2 separate regions of the Mus musculus genome follow, and region 2 is linked to region 1. Evidence: chromatin contacts called from public HiChIP or PLAC-seq data. All regions are on one chromosome and are shown on one strand. The core of a region is the stretch at or near the end of the contact, and the rest is flanking DNA. Distances in the headings are between cores, read along the strand shown.

What was found. HiChIP or PLAC-seq counts read pairs in DNA pulled down with a chosen protein or histone mark.
Region 2: an H3K4me3 HiChIP or PLAC-seq map of bone marrow-derived macrophages shows a contact between it and region 1, with 4 times the contacts expected there. The contact joins the promoter of Tlnrd1 here to the enhancer-like site in region 1. A contact is called at or near these places in 4 of 39 promoter capture datasets (hippocampal neurons, liver and second pharyngeal arch cranial neural crest), 1 of 484 Hi-C or Micro-C datasets (the CH12 cell line), 8 of 115 datasets of contacts at active chromatin or transcription factors (bone marrow-derived dendritic cells, bone marrow-derived macrophages, embryonic stem cells and 4 more) and 3 of 9 other capture datasets (adipose tissue, liver and macrophages).

The regions. Positions count from the first base shown.
Region 1 is chr7:83,593,262-83,600,215 of GRCm38.p6, reverse strand. Tmc3 (transmembrane channel-like gene family 3) reads right to left here. Exons shown (of 23, transcript NM_177695.4): 4 at 4,074-4,155; 5 at 2,663-2,769; 6 at 1,918-2,016; 7 at 1,674-1,816; 8 at 121-268. It overlaps Gm16638 (predicted gene, 16638), which reads left to right. Exons shown (of 4, transcript NR_166697.1): 4 at 2,624-3,168. Among named protein-coding and RNA genes, the nearest start is that of Tmc3, 12 kb to the right of the region's middle. Within about 2 kb of position 2,540, at least 11 of the 459 cell types and tissues checked have an H3K27ac peak or open chromatin away from gene starts, as enhancers often do. A contact at or near this core is called in bone marrow-derived macrophages, where this site is marked.
Region 2 is chr7:83,881,030-83,887,983 of GRCm38.p6, reverse strand. It overlaps Tlnrd1 (talin rod domain containing 1), which reads left to right and starts at 3,643. Exons shown (of 1, transcript NM_030705.4): 1 at 3,643-6,954. The coding sequence starts at 4,763. The coding sequence ends at 5,851. It also overlaps a transcript of Mesd not described here.

The DNA.
Region 1 (6,954 bases), core at 1,291-3,790:
TATCAACCATGGTCACCTCTGCCTCTGTTGCCCTGTGACGGAAGAGAACAGTACTGGTTCTGCCAGCAGGGGGCGCTGACTGTCTTGCTGCCAGGACTCCGTAGCACAGCCTTCACTTACCCTAATGCTGTTCAAGATGGCAGCTGTTTTGCTTTCTGCAGCCTCTGGGTTCCCAATGAGATAATCCCAGGCACAAAACACCCGCCAGCAGAAGGTGTAATTTTCATTGGAAGCACTGGCTAGGCTGGTGCGGGAGTTCTTAGCCATCCTGCAAGAGAGCCCCTAGTGAGGTCACAAGAGCAGGTCTCAGGGATGGGATCACCCCCTCTGACGTGGAGCCTTTGTGCAACCTGGGCAAAGCTGTCCTCTGACATAGCTCCTCAGCTCCTATTTGGCAAGCAGAGCACTGGCTGGACTTTAACCATAGTTGGACCCTCGGGCCCATCCTTTACCTGTGTGGAAATGACAATGGTAATTATCACATGAGTCCACCATGTGATACCACACCGTCAGCACTGTGGTGATCAGCAGCCGTTCAGGTTTGCTTGTCCCAGGAGGTCTCATGTCTGCAGCGATGATGGTAAAGTCTTCACCTGCTCTCTGGGCTCAAGCTATGTTCCTGAAGCTTCTGCCTATGGTAACTCCTCCCCATGTGATCACCAAAACTGCTGAGTCCCTCCTGCACAGGACGGTCACATATTTTAAGGCAGGGAATTCCCCCTCTCGGTCCTTTAGGCCATCTCTCCAGTAATAAGCCTTGGCTTTCTTCCCCAGTTACATTTCTTGTTCTCTCATCTGCTCTGAGTTACTTTTAAAGAATAACACCTAGTGAAGGATAGAAATTGTTCTGGAGGGATCGTGAGAACACCCGGAGCTAAGTTGGAGAGCCTTCAGTCATCGGAAGAGCCCTTCCAGGTCACTATACATCTCTTTAAGGTTTGTGGGTTTGCCCATTCATTTGCTATGTAGTTTCTGATAAGCACCTCTGTGTGTACTCTGCTGCCCGGGCAATAGGGGGTGTGGCAATGGTGAAAGAGCAAAGTAGACCAAAGGCAAGAGATAAGGTAACCAAGGCCAGGCTCTCCTTAAACTCCTTCGACAACTCTGCATATCCCCCCCCCCCAACCCCCTCTGACTCCCTAGCTTTACACAGAAGCATAGAATGTTAACCTGGAAGGGAGCCTCGTACTCTTTGGAGCCAATGTGCACACAGAGGAAAAGAGAGTTGCCATAGGGCTCTGGGTGAAGTTGGTGGAGCTCACAGTGGTACATTGCAGGACTCATAGCTCTAGCCAGTTTTCTTTCTTTCTTTTATAGTGTGATCCCCCTCCCAGTGATGAATGGCAGGCAACAGTGGTATGCTTTACCATCTGGTTACAGATACACACACAAATTGTGTGCATTCTCCTGCCTCTGGTCACCTTGATGTCACTGGTCACATCTTATTAGTACTGTTATGGCATTGTCCCAATCAGACCCCTCACAGAGCCTTGCACAAAGTAGTCAGCATACAGTAAGTGCTGGCTAAACTTAGTATAACTCAGAGTCTTGGTCTCTTCCTCCATAAAATGGCTCTAGTGACTGGTAACTTTAACAGGGCTATTGGCAGGAGGTGAGGTCACACATGCTCTAACCTAACTCCTGACATGGTCTTGAGAAACAGACAGTCATACTTTTTTAAGAGAACGATGAAGCTGTAAGCAAACACTGCCATCCCCACCAGGAAATACGCCAAGGGCAGGCGGTAGCCGGCTCTCCCGATCCGCCTCTCTCTTCCGTAGTACCCGTAGAACAGGACGGAGTATTGAAGGTAGCCCTGCAAAGAGAGCACTCGAATTGTTTCAGATTACTAGATCCCAGAACTGTGGCCCCTTCAGCTCTCCCGCAAGGTCTGGGTGTAGTCAGCATTAGCCTTACCCCCAGGGACCAGACAGTGTCCAGATCCTGTGCAGATGTGATCTGCTCCCGGGGAATGGTCTTGCTGGCTGTACTTCCAAAGGGCTGGCCTGCGATCAGCTGGTGAGAGAGGAAGGGAAGACGTGTAATTCTGGGCTAGGGGACCAGATAAAAGGAATGGCGGATCCCCAGGTGTCTGTCGAGATGCCCTGATGGTATCTCTAGGGACGGTGGTACACTTTAGCTTGATTCTCCTCAATGAGAAAGTAATGATTTGTGCACGAGTTTTCCGTCGTCTGATATGTGACTGCCCACACTGTTACTGTGTAAACTCATTTGAAATAAATGTAAGTGGTTTCTATGGATGATTCATTGAGGTCCCTGGACCTCTTATGTCCTGAGGAAATGAATGGCTCTATTTGTTTATAAGGACATAGTTTACTTGGAAAACTAGGTAGACAAACTAGTACCTGGGCCAAATACAGTCTGTCACCTCATTGCACCATTGGGGAAAGTAATCAAAAGAAAAAGTGCACACATGATATGAAATTCAGATTTTAGCTACCTTCACTAGTCTCTGCCATACTGAAACCTTCTTTTTCGACACATGGCCACTTTGAGTAGTGGTGACTAAGTCTGTGTTCTTTTACTAAGCTTTCCATGTTCTTCCTAGCCTTCCTAGTGTAACAGTGAGGGCAGCAGGTTATAGCACCTGCCTCTCCCTCAGGCTTTGAACCTCCCACCTTGATCCTGGGACAACTCTCACCTCGGGAAGGACAACAAAGGCACCGGTCATCACTGTGAGCACTATGTTAATCCCAAATAGCCACCTCAGGAAGATGAAGTAGGAGGCCACACCAGACCCGAAGTGACCTACGGAAAGACAACGGAGAGTGGCTCTGCTCAACCCTCACAGCACAGAGAGCCTTCTCACTCACCTTCAGCAGCAGCAAACACAGGAAGAGTGATGTCATATGGTGCCCCCCACCCCCACTGTTGGCTGCTTAGCTGGGTCAGCATCCTGTGCCTGGTCCCTGGTTCTGTATACAGCTCTGGTTGACTCAAACACTGACAACCTTCCCAGTGCTGTACCCATTTGAATATGCTGAGTCAAACTTACTAACTCATGGGTTAAGAGACTTTCATATTCTGTAATATGCTGCATTACTTTGCATATTCCAAGGTTTTTCTAAGGTCCTTTGCCTTAATTTCAACATGGAAACTATTGTGGTGTTTACTGGTGTAGTCAGATAAAGGGTATGTAGAAACTCTGTAATGTTCTGTATTCACACACTTCCTCTCAGCTTAAAGGGAAGAGAGCATTTAACTCCACTGAAATATCAGAAATGATTTTTCTAACTTCCCATCTAGCTTTTGATTTTTTTATGTCCATGGAATCTATTTTCTGAGGCTAGAGAGATGACTCAGAGGATGAGAACATTAGCTGCTCTTATAGAGGACTTTGATATGATTCTCAGCATCCCCATGGTGGCTCACAACCATCTGTAACTCCTCTTCCAGACACCCTCTGCTGGTGTCTGTGGGCAGAACACACATGTGGTGCAGAGACACATATATAGGTAACACATCCATACCCTTGAAAATAAACAAATCTTTAAAAGGTATTTTCCAATAGCTACATTAAAAAGCAGTTTTCCCAGACAGTTTCCCACTTCACTTTTATGATTAAACAGGTCTCCATGTTGAGATCTCATTTACTATATCTTCTCTAATGATTTTTATGATTTCTGACTATATATTCATATATTAATAGAATATTAAAATGACAGGTCTAGATTTCCTCTTTGAAACTGTTGAATCTACAGCATGATTTCTCTTGACTGCAGTAATAACTGGATGCAGAAGTAACAATAGGATACATTCCTGTTTCTGAAATGTTTGCCTAATCCTTTGAATGTTGGTCAGTGAATGAATGTACTAGGAATGAACACGGAACCATGGAAGAATGTGGAAAGGCAACTTGGGGACTTTTCCCATTCTGGGAGGTGGGGAGGGAACCAGGCCTTCCTCTGAGTCCCACATAAGCAGAGCCTCTCTAACTGTACAAGTGTCTTGAACTGACTCTATTCCATAATGGCCGAGGCTCACCAGATGTCTCAGGCTGTGTGCTGTCCACAGTTGCACATCACCCCTGCAGTCCACCAGTGGATACTCACTCTCAATTTTCTTTATCCTCATTTCCCAGGGGATGAAGATGACCACAAAGTTACAGGCCAGACGGGCGAATTTCCGCCAGAGCTAGACAAGAGAGACCATGATTAGAAAACTTCTCATTTATTTATTACCTTGGTAATAGAAAGGGTTCTGGGGTGGCTGCTGGGTGGAGGAGGGACTTCTGGACACATCCACAGAACCTTTAATTATCGTTTCTCAGGCTACTAAGCATCTCTAAATCAAAGCAGCCGCTTATTTTCCCTGTGTCCTGACCAGGTGGTAGACATCTGATTTGCACTGTGAGCTATGGGGTCTGCATTCCTTTTTGGATGCAGAATGACATAAATTCCAAGTTCAGTTCAAATTCACCATGGACCTAAGGATAACCTTGAATTTCTGATCCTGCTGTCTCTACCTCCCAAGGGGACCCTACCACAGCCAGTTTAACGTGATGCTAATTAAGATCAGGGCTTTGCACATCCTCAGCAACCATTCTACCAACTGAGCTACATCACAACCCTGTGATCTATAATCTTTTGGGTCACAGTCTGCCCTATTCATGGGTTGAAGACTAGGAAATGGAAATTCCTATCTCATTAGGAATTGGCATCTCAAGATACTCATTTGACCCAGCCACAGACCCCTAGCAGCTCTGTGAGTGGAGCCTAGGAATCAGTCTGACTCAGCAGTCCCCCAGATGATTCTACGTATACCTCAGAGACCAAAAATCTAGAATCCTCCTTGAAAATAAGCTCCAGTCCAGGTGCTCCTGTGTCTTATAAGATATATCCTCGCTTTTGTCCTTGCTGAAGCTGCCAGGAATAAGCTTGGGAGTTTTGTCTGTGGACTTACACACTTGCCAAAAGTATGAAATCATTATTCTTTTTCTCAAAGGAGAGCAAAGCAGACTGTGGCTCATGCCGGCTCTACTCTCCAGCAAAATTGAAAGGTTGTACATTTTAACACACAAACAGTGTCCGGGTTTGTGTTGGAAGCAAATGATATCACTGCACAAGAAAGAGCCACAAATGTAATTACTGCATTCCCAACTGTAAGACAGCACACAGTCCTGACACAGACTCACAAGATAATGTCATTCTGGATGGATCTGCGAAGGCTAGACGGCTGCCTGCACATGGAAGTCCGAGTTTTATCAGAAGTTCAAATTGTCTTTCACTCATGATTTGAGAACCAAGTCAAAGTCAGACTTTATTCCTGTGAGCAATCATACAGACCCCGTATGAGTAGCCAGGAAGAAATATGTCTGTCTCTGAATTCTCCTAGTTAGGGTCCTAGTTAAGTTCTTGCAATTTTCTTATGTCTGCCTGGCATCATATGTCCAGAAAATACAAGCTTTCTGATCCCTAGAGGCAGATAGGCTCAAACATCCTTTAGCAAAGGCCTGGGCTTAGTAAACAACAATTCTCCTCACTGCTTTAGAGCCCTACAGTCAAAGAAGCACAGACATCCAGAGATCTGTCTGAGCTCTAGTTTTCCTTGTATATCTGTCTTGCCATGAGTCCCCAGAAAGTTCCTTTCCTTTCTATGGGCAGTCATTGGCTTATCTGTAGAAGGAGCAGTGAGTGGCATCCAGGCCTTTCCTCATTTAATAGTCTGAGGGTTTCAGTGCACAAAACAGGCTAGCTCTGTAGGTGAGAGATGCACTCCCTACCAGTGTAAAGCTTGAAAAGCCAGATTCCCTATACTTAAGTGATCTTTGGTAATAACAGCTTTGCCTAGAAGGGCTTCCTGGAGGCAGAGGAAGGAGGGGAGAGTTGTGGGATGCTGTCTTCCAGGCCCAGTATGCCTACTGCACTCTCTCACTCTTGGCAACCTTGCCTACCTTGCACTGTACCTGTCAATATGCCTCAAGGAGGAAGGAAGGATTTAACCAGCCCCTGCCCCTCCTCCAGGACAACTAAAGCCTGCTAATGAAGCGGGCACCACGAGACTGCTCCTTTTCCTTGGCATCTATAGGCAGTTAATGATTGCTGGGGTGAGTAGCACCCATTTTCCCCATTTCTAATTGTCTGAGAATTTCAGCACACAAACAGGCTAACTCTGGGTAGTTCTATAGGCGAGAGATGCAATTTCCCTACCAGTTTGAGGCTTGAAAAGCCAGATTCCCTACACATATGTGGTATTTGGCAATGTAGAAGAGCTTTCCAGAGCTAGAGAAAGAGTTGGGGGGTTGTGTGTGACATTGTCTTCCATGATGTTGCTACTGGGAAGTTGCCTGTGCTCCTGGAAATAGCTCCCAATCCATGATCGTCATGTAAGTAAACTTAATTAAACTTGATGATTTGTGAACAGATAGCAAGGAGGAGGACTGTTCGGGGATGTGAAGGGAATCGGTGGGAGTGAAAGGGGGACAAAAGAGCAGTGGTGGGTGGCTATGATTGAAAGGTTTCATATAAAATGTCACAGTGAAACCCATATATACATAACTAGCATATAATAATAATAGAAACAGATATGATTGGAAAAGGTGATTCTTGATGATCATCATTAGGGAAGGTATGGGAAAAATATGCCATGCTTCTCTGATGATTGCCCCCAACCACCACAGCAGAAGACCAGAAAATCTGGACTAGGTCGAGGTCTAAAAAGCCAATGAAAAACAAATGGAAAGAACTCGCCAAGACCAGATGAACCGGGCCATAACTGTGGACATGACTGACTGCGTTTTGGTGACTCTATTTTGGTTAGAATATTTTGGTAATTGGTAAGTTTGGGTTATTTGATAAACTGTATATTTAGTAAAATTTGTCACTTATGTTGGTAAGGGAAGCTCTTGTCCACCTGAGATATCTATATACCTGTGATAACTGTCCTAACAACATGTATGGTATGTCCTGAGAAGTATGCTCACTTCCAGCAGGC
Region 2 (6,954 bases), core at 2,394-4,893, 290 kb before region 1:
CTGGCGACTATACAAGGCACTCGGATGGGGGCATAGATACTGCCTCTGTTCTTCACAGGTTAACAGAATTGTGGAGGGAGCAAAGCTAGTAGTCCCAAACAGTATGGCAATGGCCTCAACCAGGTTCTGCAAACAGCACAGTAGAAATGAGGGACAGCCATGCCCAAGTGTGTCTAAAGGTCCAGAGAAGCTGCGTGTGAGGCAGCAACAGCCTGAGTTAATCTGTAAGTACTGACCACCAGGTATCATCGTGACCAGGAATGGTTAGTGTTGGCTGCCTATGGTCCCTAAGTCCTGGGATTCATATTTTTTCCCACTGGCTGGTGGAATAGGCTATGAAACGATCATCTTGTGCAAGCAGCCTTACTATGGTACCAGTGAGGCTTATAGCAATAGTAACATCATAGGATACCCTGGGAAACAATTGGAGGAAATCCTCACTCTCCTAGATACTAGAAGCTGAATACTCCAGCATTTGTGTCAGTGTCTTCACTGGGCCTGTGCACAGCTTCCTTGCTCACTATAGAAGCAACAGAGAAGATAAGAAACTGAAAGCCAAAGTCTTGCCCCAAGTGTGTTACTGGACAGGATCAGGATGTGTCAGAGGGCTAGAGAATATACCAACTATGGAGGATAGTCTTATTCCATGGTGATTCTGCACTCTAGCCAGTAAGGAGCTCTTATGTACCAACTGTGATGAATAATATAAAGGGGATGGGACCGCATCCTTCAGTTGTAAATTGTTCTTCTCCAGGAGAAGTGTTATTTGTTGTTGATGATTTTAGGCTAGGTCTCGCCTAGCCCTGGTTGCTTTAAACTCCTTACATTGGCTGGCAGATGATCTAGAATTCCTGATCCTGCTGCCTCTATCTCCCAAGTGCTAGTGTGTGACACCACACCTGGCCAAGGCCGATACTCAAGGAGAATGAACCAAGGTGTCTGCAAATGTGTAAGAAAGATCATCTGAGACCACTGTCCACCTGTGAGCACAAACATAAAACCAAGAAACCCAAGTCCAAAGTTATGATATGGCCAAGACTGCTCCTTACCAACCACTGGGTGGCACTGTATACCACAGACAGCTTGGTTGCTTGTCCACAAATTCTGGGGGTATACCATGAATGTCTAAAGTTCATACAAGTGAATATTATTTCCTATAAAAAGGACATTCTGATACGTTATCGCACTGATTAACCTCAATGACATTATGCTTAATGAAATAAGACAGACACAAAAGAACGGAGTGCTTCAAATCATCAAGTTCACGGATGAAGTTGGTAATGGCCAGAGACTAGAAGAGAGAATGGAGAGATGTTATTTCACAGGTAGTGTGTCAGGGAAGATGAAACTTTTCTGAAGGTGGATGGTGCTGGGCACAGTACCTCCCCCCTCAAAAAAAACCTCCCAACCCCCTACCCATCCAGCAGTGACAGGAAGAGCAAGGTGAGAAGGAACAGGGAGATCTTAGATTTGGTTTCCACTGCTTTGGTTTGCAGGTCACCTCGATTTCCCTAGCACTGATCAGAATGCATAATTCTGCCTAACATGACCTAAACACTTAGTATGCAGTACTTTGTTTGTTTGGTTTGGTTTTTTGAGACAGGGTTTCTCTGTGTAGCTCTGGCTGTCCTGGAACTCACTCTGTAGACCAGGCTGTCCTTGAACTCAGAAATCTGCCTGCTTCTGCCTCCCAAGTGCTGGGATTAAAGGCGTGCGCCATCACTGCCCGGCTAGTATGCAGTGGTTGATCTGCTGTCCATTTTTGTCCTGTGCTTTTACTGAGTAAACAGTAACTGGGAGCACTTATTTGTGAACCTTCCCTTCCGGGACTCTTATCTTCACAAGCAGAGGCTGCTCTATTACAATCTATAGTGTAAGCGCAGTGCCTTGAACAAGGGCTGGCACATGGTAGACACCCAGCGTTTGAGCTGTAAGTGAACAATGGCAGGAGGTAAACAAGAAAGAACCTGGAAAGATCAGTTTAGGAAGAGTGACACTATCTGAAAAACGAAGCCTTGGTGGCAGGCACCTTTGCCTGCTGAGCTATCTTACTGGTCCCTCTCTTAGGTTCTCAGAGTTAAGGAAACTATTTTTTAGGATTCACTGCTATTCCTGGGTTACCAGGGAGGAAGTAGCCCTATAGAATTCTTGTTAAGAGAGCCATTGGTTTTACTGGCTTCAGTTTGCAGAGACAGTTGGTTCACCTAAAATCTAAAGCATCTGCAAGGGCATTTTTTTTTAATTATTATTTTTGATTATGAGTAGGGCGGCTATCCAGGTTTTTACCGGTTGTTCCTCATTAACTTATATTAATAACTTGACTCATAATTTATTCTGTAAACTATTGGGGTTTGGACGATAAATTTGAGGCCATCCAACTTATAAATAACACTTATAACTGGCTTAAAAATGTAGGACGTGGAGGTCCTACGAAGAGACAGAAGAACAAACATTTCCATTGGCTGAGCACACACTGGCAGTGCTGGGCACCAGCAGAAGACTTCAGGGCTCTTGAGAGAGTGCTTTACTGGGAGGAGGCCCAGGTGTTCCAGGAGTTTCTGGCAGACAAGGTCTGCACAAAGAAAGGGAGTGGGTGTGGCCAGTGGGTTTAGGGGACCTTCTCTTTTAGCCACTGCTGTTGTTAAGAGCCTAGGGAGTCACTTAGTCCACCTGGCCACAAAGCCCTATGGCACAGGCCTACAATCACCAACTACAGACCCTGAAGGAGGATCGCCAGAAGTTCAAAGCCTGTCTGCACAGTTAAATTAATAAATAAAAAGTACAGTAGCTCAAGGTCCTCCGTTTAATTCCTCGTTACAGGGCGGGGAGCCATCTGGGCCACCAGTTTCCCAGCCTGTAACCCAGAGATAACAGTGTTTACCTCCAGAGACTGGCTCTTTACTTAACAATGGTTGCTATTATTCCATTATATAGATGGAGTCAGGAAAGGGCGAACTGCTGATCAAGGCACATTGGAATTCTAGCCAGCTGGAACCGAGGTCACCATACACTACCTGACTACAGTAACTTGGGAGAGAAAACTTGCCCAAGGTCACACAACTCCTAAACGGCTGGGGGGGGGGGGGGTAAGACCAACCTCAGGGAGGGTCTATCACTGAGTCAAACAAGCTGTGGGGACTCAAGCGTGATCAGAGCTCCTTTTCACTGTTTCACGGAAACCCACCCACAGGAGAGGGTCCAACACAACAAAGGGCGGAGGAGGGCTTGCAAAAGTCATCGAATCTCAGAGGTGACTGGAATCCGGAGGCGGTGGGGAGATCCCGGGAGTAATGAGTGGCATCCTCCCCAAGCAAGCAAAACAGATCACCTTTTACACTAGCTCCCTCGGCAGGGAGGAAGCATCGAGTCCTGGGGCATGCTGAGAGCTTACGTAAGGCCACTAGCGGCTGCGCCCCGGTGTCCCCAGGGTATACACAGCGCCTGGGCGCGGAGCGAGGGCGGGCCTTCCCCACCACACACGCTTCCCAGCCTCTCCGGATGCAGGGACCACCGGCCCCAGGGCCGCAGCGTCGGGGCTGGGCGCGGCGTCCTCCCACGGCCCCCAGCTTCCCGGGGGAGGAGCAGCGCATCGCGCAAGCATCCGGGATCGGCGGAGGGGGCGGGAGGAAGGGCGAGAGGAGGAAGCGGGATTTAAACGAAAGGCGGTGACGCCACACAAAAGATTCCTATAGGCTCCGGGGAGGTTACGGCCGAGGTGGCGGCGGCGAGCCGGGGGCGAGGCGGACGCCAGGAGGCGAAAACTGCAACCGTGCGCGGGCAGGCGGGTGTCCCCTGGCCTGCGGTCTCCTCCCTTCCTTTCAGTTGCTCGGAGGTCGCTCGGAAGTTGCTGGTTGACAAACATGGCAGGAGTCCGGGCCCGGGTCGGCCTCCGCGACGCCGCGCTCACCTTCTGAGCCGACCACCCTGGGGCGTCGGATGCGCGGGGCCCGCGGGCTCTGCGGGGAAACACAGATGGAATCTCCACGACAGCCGGTCGCCGGCCGCAGGCCATTCAGGAGGGGAGGGCGTGCCGCCGCGGCGCCGGGCCGCGCACTCTGAACCGCCAGGCGGGAAGGCGCGGCCGCCCAGCACCCTGCGTTGCAGCCTCCCGCCCGACTGACTCCGCGCGGCCGCCACAGAGCCAGCCACGCCCTCGGCCCAGTGGCCGCCCAGCGCCCTAAGAGCCGGAGCAGGAGATGCGGCCGCGCGCCCCCGGGCGTCAGCTCCGGCCGCCGTCGCCAGCCTGTACCGTCTGGCGGGGTCGCCGCCCCTGAAGCCCACGTGCGCTGCTGAGCCGGATAGCCGCAGCGCAGCGGCTGACAGCAAAGCCTGCCGGGGCCGCCGCCCGCGCTCCTCTAGGAGCAGAGGATTTTGATTTCAAAGGAAGGAAGGAAGGAAGGACAACTCCCAGCCTCCCCGTCCCGCCCTCTCCGCTCCGGCGGCCCGGCCGGCCATGCCCAGGAAGGTGGCGACAGCCCGGCAGCGGGGACTTTTCTGGTAGGCTAGTGAAGAGGGGCGCGGACTAGGAGTCTGCCGTGCCCCGGCTCACGGTTCCCGCGAGCTACACAGCGCCCCGAAGAGCTTGCCGCGGGCTTGGGCCCGCCCTGCGACGCCCGGCCACCGGCCGCCGCCACCCGGATCTCTGTGCCCGCCGCGGTGGGTGGCATGATGGTGCGCGGAAGGCAGCGCGGCCCTGGCCAGCTGAGTCGCGGCGGCGGTGGTAGCGGGCTCCCCAGCGGCATGCCAGTGCCCCCTGGGCGCGATGGCTAGCGGCAGCGCCGGGAAGCCCACTGGCGAGGCGGCTTCTCCGGCTCCTGGGAGCGCCGTCGGCGGGGCCAGCTCGCAGCCGCGGAAGAGGCTGGTATCTATCTGTGATCACTGCAAGGGCAAGATGCAGCTGGTGGCCGACCTGCTGCTGCTGTCTAGCGAGGCGCGGCCGGTGCTCTTCGAAGGCCCCGCCTCCCCTGGCGCTGGTGCGGAGTCCTTCGAGCAGTGCCGGGACACCATCATCGCGCGCACTAAGGGGCTGTCCATCCTCACCCACGACGTGCAGAGCCAGCTCAACATGGGCCGCTTCGGAGAGGCGGGAGACAGTCTTGTGGAACTGGGCGACTTGGTGGTGTCGCTGACCGAGTGTTCTGCACATGCGGCCTACCTGGCAGCCGTGGCCACACCGGGCGCTCAACCTGCACAGCCAGGCCTTGTGGACCGCTACCGTGTGACACGCTGCCGCCACGAGGTAGAACAAGGCTGTGCTGTGCTGCGAGCCACCCCACTGGCGGACATGACCCCACAGCTGTTGCTGGAGGTGTCGCAGGGCCTGTCTCGAAACCTCAAGTTCCTGACGGATGCGTGCGCCCTGGCCAGTGACAAGTCACGGGACCGCTTCTCTCGCGAACAGTTCAAGCTGGGCGTCAAGTGCATGAGCACAAGTGCATCCGCGCTGTTAGCATGCGTACGCGAAGTGAAGGCGGCACCCAGCGAGCTGGCCCGCAGTCGTTGCGCGCTCTTCAGTGGGCCCTTGGTGCAGGCGGTGAGCGCTTTGGTGGGCTTTGCCACCGAGCCTCAATTCCTGGGTCGCGCAGCTGCCGTGAGCACTGAGGGCAAGGCGGTGCAGACCGCCATCCTGGGAGGTGCCATGAGTGTGGTGTCGGCCTGCGTGCTCTTGACCCAGTGCCTCAGGGATCTGGCGCAGCACCCAGATGGGAGCGCCAAGATGTCGGACCACAGGGAGAGGCTGAGGAACTCGGCCTGCGCCGTGTCTGAAGGCTGCACCCTGCTATCTCAGGCTTTAAGGGAAAGGTCTTCACCCAGGACTTTACCGCCAGTGAATTCCAATTCTGTGAATTAGCACTCCCCACGCTCCACCCCCACCCCAGCCCCTATACCTGTTTTCCACCCCAGGCTAAAGGAAGACACTTAACCCCTCCCCTCTCCATTTATACCAAAGAATCCATAGGTGATCCCCTCCCTCATGTTAAATGCTCAAGAGGAATTTTCCAGAAGGCAGGGCCATGCAATCATCAAGTACTCAGAGGGCCTGGGTGTCCACCAGCCCACTATAGGGACTCAGACACAGAGAAGATGGGTAGTCTGCTGGCTGCAGGGTTAACCCTACACACTCGAGCCCCTCAACTCAGTTATCAATTGGGCAGGAAAGAGGTCATGGGCTCATTTCTTCCTTCTTTTTAATTAATGAAAGGTTACCTCAGTTTTCCCTCCTTTAGACATGGATGTAGCTACCTTTTTGTATGTCGTTATTTTTGTTGAATTAGAGTATACATGGTGTGAAAAAGAGTATGACTTTGCCATATGATTTGCAAGTGGGGGGGAAAGCTACTGTGAGCGTGTGTTTTATTTTTTAAATTACACTATAGAGTGATTTCCCCCCCCCCCCAATGTCAAGTTTTTACCCTGCATGTACTGGAGTATTTATTTCATCTATTAAATTGTTATGTTTCTCAGATGGCTTTTCGCAGTTACTGTCTTTTCACTAACTGTGCATGCCGCCTGCCATCTGTGGGAAGGAGCTGTGGGGGGAAAAAGGTTTACATCCATTGGCAAGTGAATCCCCAGTGCCTAACCATTTCCACTCTAAAATTCCATTTTCCCTCTGGTATTATTCCTCTGAGCATCCTTGCACCCTAGAAAGACAAATGTATGTGATCTATTTTTAAAGGCAATCGAATGTGATTGGACTATGCAGTGCGTGGGGGAGGACTGTTAGTGGGGAGGACTGTTAGTGGGGAGGACTGTTAGTGGGGAGGACTGTTAGTGGGGATTTTGTCTTCTTCCCTCTAGTTTTTCTGGAAAGTAACCTAGCTCTCTTTGTCCTCCACTCATTTCTCTATTATAATGAGCCATAGGTTCAGGCTTACTGAAATCTGATTTGTATTCGGCCTGTCATTTTCAGATTAAAGTACTTCCTAATACTGTGTGGGGTGCTGCCTTGCC